2 separate regions of the Macaca mulatta genome follow, and region 2 is linked to region 1. The links are chromatin contacts, called in public Hi-C maps. All regions are on one chromosome and are shown on one strand. Each heading gives the region's core, a stretch centred on a gene start, on an enhancer-like site or on the middle of the called end of the contact. The rest is flanking DNA. Distances are from core to core; before and after follow the strand shown. Region 1 holds the start of PLS1 (plastin 1). Region 2 holds the start of TRPC1 (transient receptor potential cation channel subfamily C member 1).

Region 1 (2,809 bases), core at 163-2,662:
GGAAACAGTTTTATTAATGGTATATTTACAAATCATATCTTAGGGTTGGCTGCTTTTACAGAGGGTTGTTACAGACATTTTATATGGATTATTTTTCGCTCCGTTTACAGAGTATGACTTTTTATTTTACCTTCCCCAAATCAGGTTATACCATATTTAGAATCTACATTTCCTCATGAACTTGCCCTGGTCAATATTACCACGAAATAAACAGATTATAAGAGTATTTCATGAAAAAAGTGTTTTCTTATCAAACTTATTGGTGAATAATTTACATACATTTTTCATGTTTAAAGTGTACAATTTAGCGATGACAGTTGCATACACCTGTGAAATTGTCACTACCATCAAAACAGAAAATTTCCATCGTCCCCCTCCAAAAATATTTTTTCTGCTCATTTGCAGTTTATCCTTCCCTCCACTCCTGGCTCCAGGCAATTACTAATCTGGTTTTTGTCATTAAAGGTTAGTTTGTACTTCATATAAGTGGGATTATTCAGTATGTTTTGTCTCTAGTTTCTTCAACTCAGCATACCGATTTTGAGAGTTATCCATATTGAGTCCTGGGTGAGAGAATATTTCTTCTTTTTTATCGTTGAGTAGTATTGCATTGTATAAATATACCACAATATGTTTTTTCATTTACATGTTGATGGACAGTTGGGTTACTTCTGCTTTGGGGCTTTTGTGAAAAACAGCTGCTATGAGCATTCCTGTTCAAGTTTTTGTGTAAGCATATGTTTTACTTTCTCTTGGATAACATCTAGGAATGAAATGGCTGGGTCATATGTTAGATGCATGTTTACTTTTTAAATAACTATTTTGCTTTATTTTGTGAGAACTGAACTTAACTCCCCCTGCATATCTAGATAAGTATCAGATAAGGATACTAAATTTACCAGATTCTCTAGGTGGCAGGTGGGAAAAATCAGATAAGAGTCCTAAATTTACCTGATTCTGTAGGTGGCAGGTGGGAAAAATTCCTTATCTTCCCTCTCTGTGGCCCACCTACTTGCATAGTTCATTGCTCGTCCAAATTCTTTGGGTTCTTAAAATAATTTCAATTTCGCTTTTTTTTCTATTGTTACCATCTCAAGGTTGGTTGGGTGCCTATTCCGTATTGAATATTGTGCTAGGCGCAGAAGGGGCACGTGGGACTTTGAGTTAAAGGGGCAGCAAAACCTTGTTCTGTTCTCTGGACTGAGTTGGACAGACCACAACTACGGATTATGCTTCAGGCAAAGTATGTGAGAACTCTTGAGGCAGCATTCCACTTACTTGACTCACATGCGAGAGAAAATATCCCACTTTTGTTTGTGTGGGCTTTCGTTATATATTTATTTTAATCAGGTGTGGCTGTTAAATGACAAGCAAGCAATACGTGAAACAAACGAAAAAAAAGAGAGAGAGTGAGTAGGGGAGAGAAGCAAGTCTTCTTTAGTAACGTATACCCTCTCTTTTGACCTGCAGGTCCCAAAGTGTGGTACCCAGACTAGTAGCACCAGTTTTCGCTGAGGACATGTTAGAAATGGGAACTGCCGCGCTACGCTCCAGACCTAACTGAATCGGAAACTCTGGGTTTGGGATCTGTGATTTTAAAAAGCTCTCCAGGTGATTCTGATCCACGCTCAAGTTTGAGAACCGCTGTGCTAAACTCATTCCCAGGGTGTAGGTGGTCATCTTTAGACTTGGGTAACTGTAGGGGGTAGAGATAACGTTGCCACAGCGCCCATCCACCTCTCCCCATCCATGCTCCCAGCGCCGGCAACTCGTCTTTCACCCTTAGCCTGAACCCAGGCTCTGGGCTTCCCTTTCCTTCCCCCTGGGAGCCGCAGGCAAAACGTGGCAAGTGGATTCAGAGTTTGCGGGCCCGGGTGCCGGCCGAGCATGCGCAGTGGCGCGAGCGCAGCGGCTGCGCGGGCGCGGAGAGGTAGCCGCAGAGTAGACCTGCAGGTACTTGGATCTCCAGTGGGAGCTGCGCTCTCTAGGGCAGGACGGCGGCGGCGGCGGCAGGTACGCGGGGGTGGGGATAGGGCCCAAAAGGAAGGCTGGACAGACAGATGGAAAGCGAAGCGTTACTCCTTTCGGGGCGCGCGGAGGCTCGGGGGCAGTCTCTCCGGGTCCCCTCGCTCGCCTCTCGTCTCCCGGCTGTGCAGTGCGGCGCCCACCGTCCTCCGGGCGCGCTTCTGTCCGGTCCGGGCAGGCAATGCCCGCAGGTGTTAAATCGCGTATTTATGCTGCTTAAACAATAATCCTGTTAACTGAGTTGTGATTCCCTGCATTGAAGTAAGGTATTTCATTAAGTTTTCTGTTTTCGACTTTGGGTGGCTGCCGGTGAGGCTTTCTGATCCAGCCTGTTTTGTTTTAATTCTGAGACTGTTTTATTTGCCTTTGGCCTTTCGGTGCATAGGATCAATAGGGCTGTAGTGAAATCCCATCCGTGCTTTCTGTTTTTGGTACCTTTCCTGGAGCATAGGGACCTCTGGATGCGGCATAAAAATGTCAGTTTTCAGCGAATTTCACTGCCAAAAAACTTTCCGTGTTTCAGCTGCATTTTCAAGTGCAGAATTTACAAAATTTAAGATTTCCCCCTAACTTTTCAATTATTACTGTATTTCGGGCTTCATTTGGCATTACTAAAAGGAAGCCGTCGTTCAGATGAGTAACAGAGTTCTCACCTTTCCCCCTTTACTTACTGTGTCACATTTTATGGCTTATACCGTGATATTTTTCCCTCCAGCCACGATGTTGGATATACTTGTATGAGACTTAAGCTGTGTTGCATAAATTTCTTGAAGAACCTGTGAGC
Region 2 (2,809 bases), core at 146-2,645, 120 kb after region 1:
AAAAGTAGAACTACCATTTGATTCAGTAATCCCAGTACTGGGTATTTACCCAGAGGAAAAGAAGTCAGTACACGAAAAAGATACTTGCCCATGCATGTTTATAGCAGCACAATTTGCAATTGCAAAAATGTGGAACCAACCCAGATGCCCATTGATCAATGAGTGATAAAGAAACTGTGATATATATGTATAAAATACGATGGAATACTACTCAGCCATAAAAAGGAATGAATAAATGGCATTCGCAGCAACCTGGATGGGATTGGAGACTATTGTTCTAAATGAAGTAACTCAAGAATGGTAAACCAAACATCGTGTGTTCTCACTCATAAGTGGGAGCCAAGCTTTGAGGATGCAAAGGCATAGTAATGACACAATGGACTTTCGGGACTCAGGGGCAAAGGTTGGGAAGGGGGTAAGGGATAAAAGACTACAAATTAGGTTCAGTGTATACTGCTCGGTGATGGGTACACCAAAATCTCACAAATCATCACTAAAGAACTTATGTAACCAAACACCACCTGTTCCCCAAAATCCTATGGAAAAATATGGAAATAAAAATTTATATATTTGTATAAATTATTTAAACATAATATAATTATATATATAGCCTTTATAAATGAGAGTTCATTTCCAGGCTAAAATGAGTGCAACATACAAACCCACGAGTCTGGCGGCGTGGCGGGGTTCTCCATTGTGCTTTAAGCATAGTGCACCAGAATATGAAATAGCTGGACAATTCCACAAAGGGTTTCCACTAAACATTAAGTCGTCAGAGACTCAATTAGCATACTGCTCCATATTTGCTTAATTATCTCAAACCAGTACGATCGATGTGGAAAGGGAAGACTGTAGCTGGTTCACCTCAGCTGAGCGAAGGAAGCTGCTGCGGGCTCCAGGAGCCCATCGCTTCCCCACCGCAGGCCCCGCCCACCCAAGCCCGCCCTTGCCGCAGGCCCCGCCCACCCATGCCCGCCCTCGCCGCAGGCTCCGCCCTAGTGTCGTCGCTACGGTGGAGCAGAGAATGACGTGAGGACAGAGTCGCGAACATCTCGGAGCGCAGCTGGGCCAGCGGTTCCCACAGCCCTGGAGCCCAACGTGCGCAGAAGCGCCTCTCGGAGCTCCTCTCCCACAGATCTCTCGTCCTCTTCCTGGGTTAGGCCGCCCCAGGCGCGGCCCCTGCGACTCCTGGCACGGCCCCGTGCTCGGCTGCCGCCCTGGCGCGCGCCACACTGTCGTCCCCGGACGGGCGCGGACAGGCTCGGCCGGCGCGCCGGCGGCTGGGGAGGGGTCGCTGGCCCAGGGGTCGCGCATGCGCCGCCACCAACCTGGGGCTGTCAGTGGAGGGCGAGTGCTGGTTCGCAGGGGAGGCGACGCCCTTCGGGGCCAACGGGCCGCGAGCCGAGGCAGCAGTGGGAACGACTCATCCTTTTTCCAGCCCTGGGGCGTGGCTGGGGTCGGGGTCGGGGCCGGTGGGGGCCCCGCCCCCGTCTCCTGGCCTGCCTCCTTCATGGGCCGCGATGATGGCGGCCCTGTACCCGAGCACGGACCTCTCGGGCGCCTCCTCCTCCCTGCCTTCCTCTCCATCCTCTTCGTCGCCGAACGAGGTGATGGCGCTAAAGGATGTGCGGGAGGTGAAGGAGGAGAATACGCTGAATGAGAAGCTTTTCTTGCTGGCGTGCGACAAGGGTGAGAGTTAGGCCCCTTTCTCCTCCTCTGGACCCCGCTGCCCTCCAGACCTTTCGTTGTCTCCCCCGCCTCAACTTACTCGGGGCATTCCCTCTGTCTTAGGCGCCGAGTGTCTTCCCGCCTCGCCTGCTGCCTCAGGCGGGCTTTTCCTCACTGCCTCTGCCCTGTGAGTGTGGAGCTGGCGGGCGAGTGGAGCTGGGGCTGCGCCCTCGGAGCGCGGCACCGTGGGGGGCGGCTGTGGCCTTGGGGTCCGGGGTTTAGGTAGCGCCGTGGGAGCCCAGACCCCAGCGTTTTAGCGCTCCCCTTGCCACTGAACGCATGAATGAGCTGGTCTATCTCTCTGGCTCGCAGTTCATTCCTTCCGGGAGTCGAGAGGCTAGTTTCCGACCCTCCAGTCCGAAAGTTCCTTACCTTAGGATACCTCGTATGGAGGGCTCTCATCACCTGGTTTTTGTTTTTCTTAAAAACAAAACCAGACCCTCTATTATTTAGCTTCACCTGCCCAGTGCTTTAGCCAGTGACTGTTGACTGGTATTAATATCGGAATATCCTAGGTGGAGATACATGAAGGACAGGACAGAAGAATTCTACCTTAGTTGCCAAAACTTTCTCCAGATTTACGGAACGCCTTTGATTGTTCGTGCTTTTTATTGGAGAGAACGATTTATTGCTCCCCGATCTTTGGGAGATAAAGATAGTGAAAAATAATTACAGGAATTACAGGGCAAAAATATGTGGAATATATTTAGCGCGTTTTCCTTTTTTTAGTCTAGAAGTTAATCATTTTTATGGCCATATTAACGCCATGTCACGCAATCGTCCTTTGTAGTGATGCATATAACAAAAGGAATAGGAAATTGCCCTAAGACTGCTTTTATTTCCTACATGAAAACACTAAAATTTTTCTGTTTCCAAATTTATATGGCTGTACACTTAGGAAAACTCTATTAGACCCATGCAGACTTCTGGAACAAACCCAAAGGGCAGTTTACACTATGAAAAGACTAACTGCAGAGGATTTTTGTTTGCTTGTATGTGTGAATGTGTAATTAATAAATGATAGCCTTACTAACCTCTCCTACTGCTTTTGAAATAGGATTTTATTTACACGATTTTTTTA

The links. Hi-C and Micro-C count contacts between places; a contact is called where the count stands out from the background.
Region 2: a Hi-C map of fetal cortex germinal zone shows a contact between it and region 1, with 2.6 times the contacts expected there. The contact joins the promoter of TRPC1 here to the promoter of PLS1 in region 1. A contact is called at or near these places in 2 of 14 Hi-C or Micro-C datasets (fetal cortex germinal zone and fetal cortical plate).

The regions. Positions count from the first base shown.
Region 1 is chr2:45,566,311-45,569,119 of T2T-MMU8v2.0, forward strand. It overlaps PLS1 (plastin 1), which reads left to right and starts at 1,413. Exons shown (of 16, transcript XM_028843750.2): 1 at 1,413-2,013.
Region 2 is chr2:45,688,920-45,691,728 of T2T-MMU8v2.0, forward strand. It overlaps TRPC1 (transient receptor potential cation channel subfamily C member 1), which reads left to right and starts at 1,396. Exons shown (of 12, transcript NM_001260937.1): 1 at 1,396-1,689. The coding sequence starts at 1,521.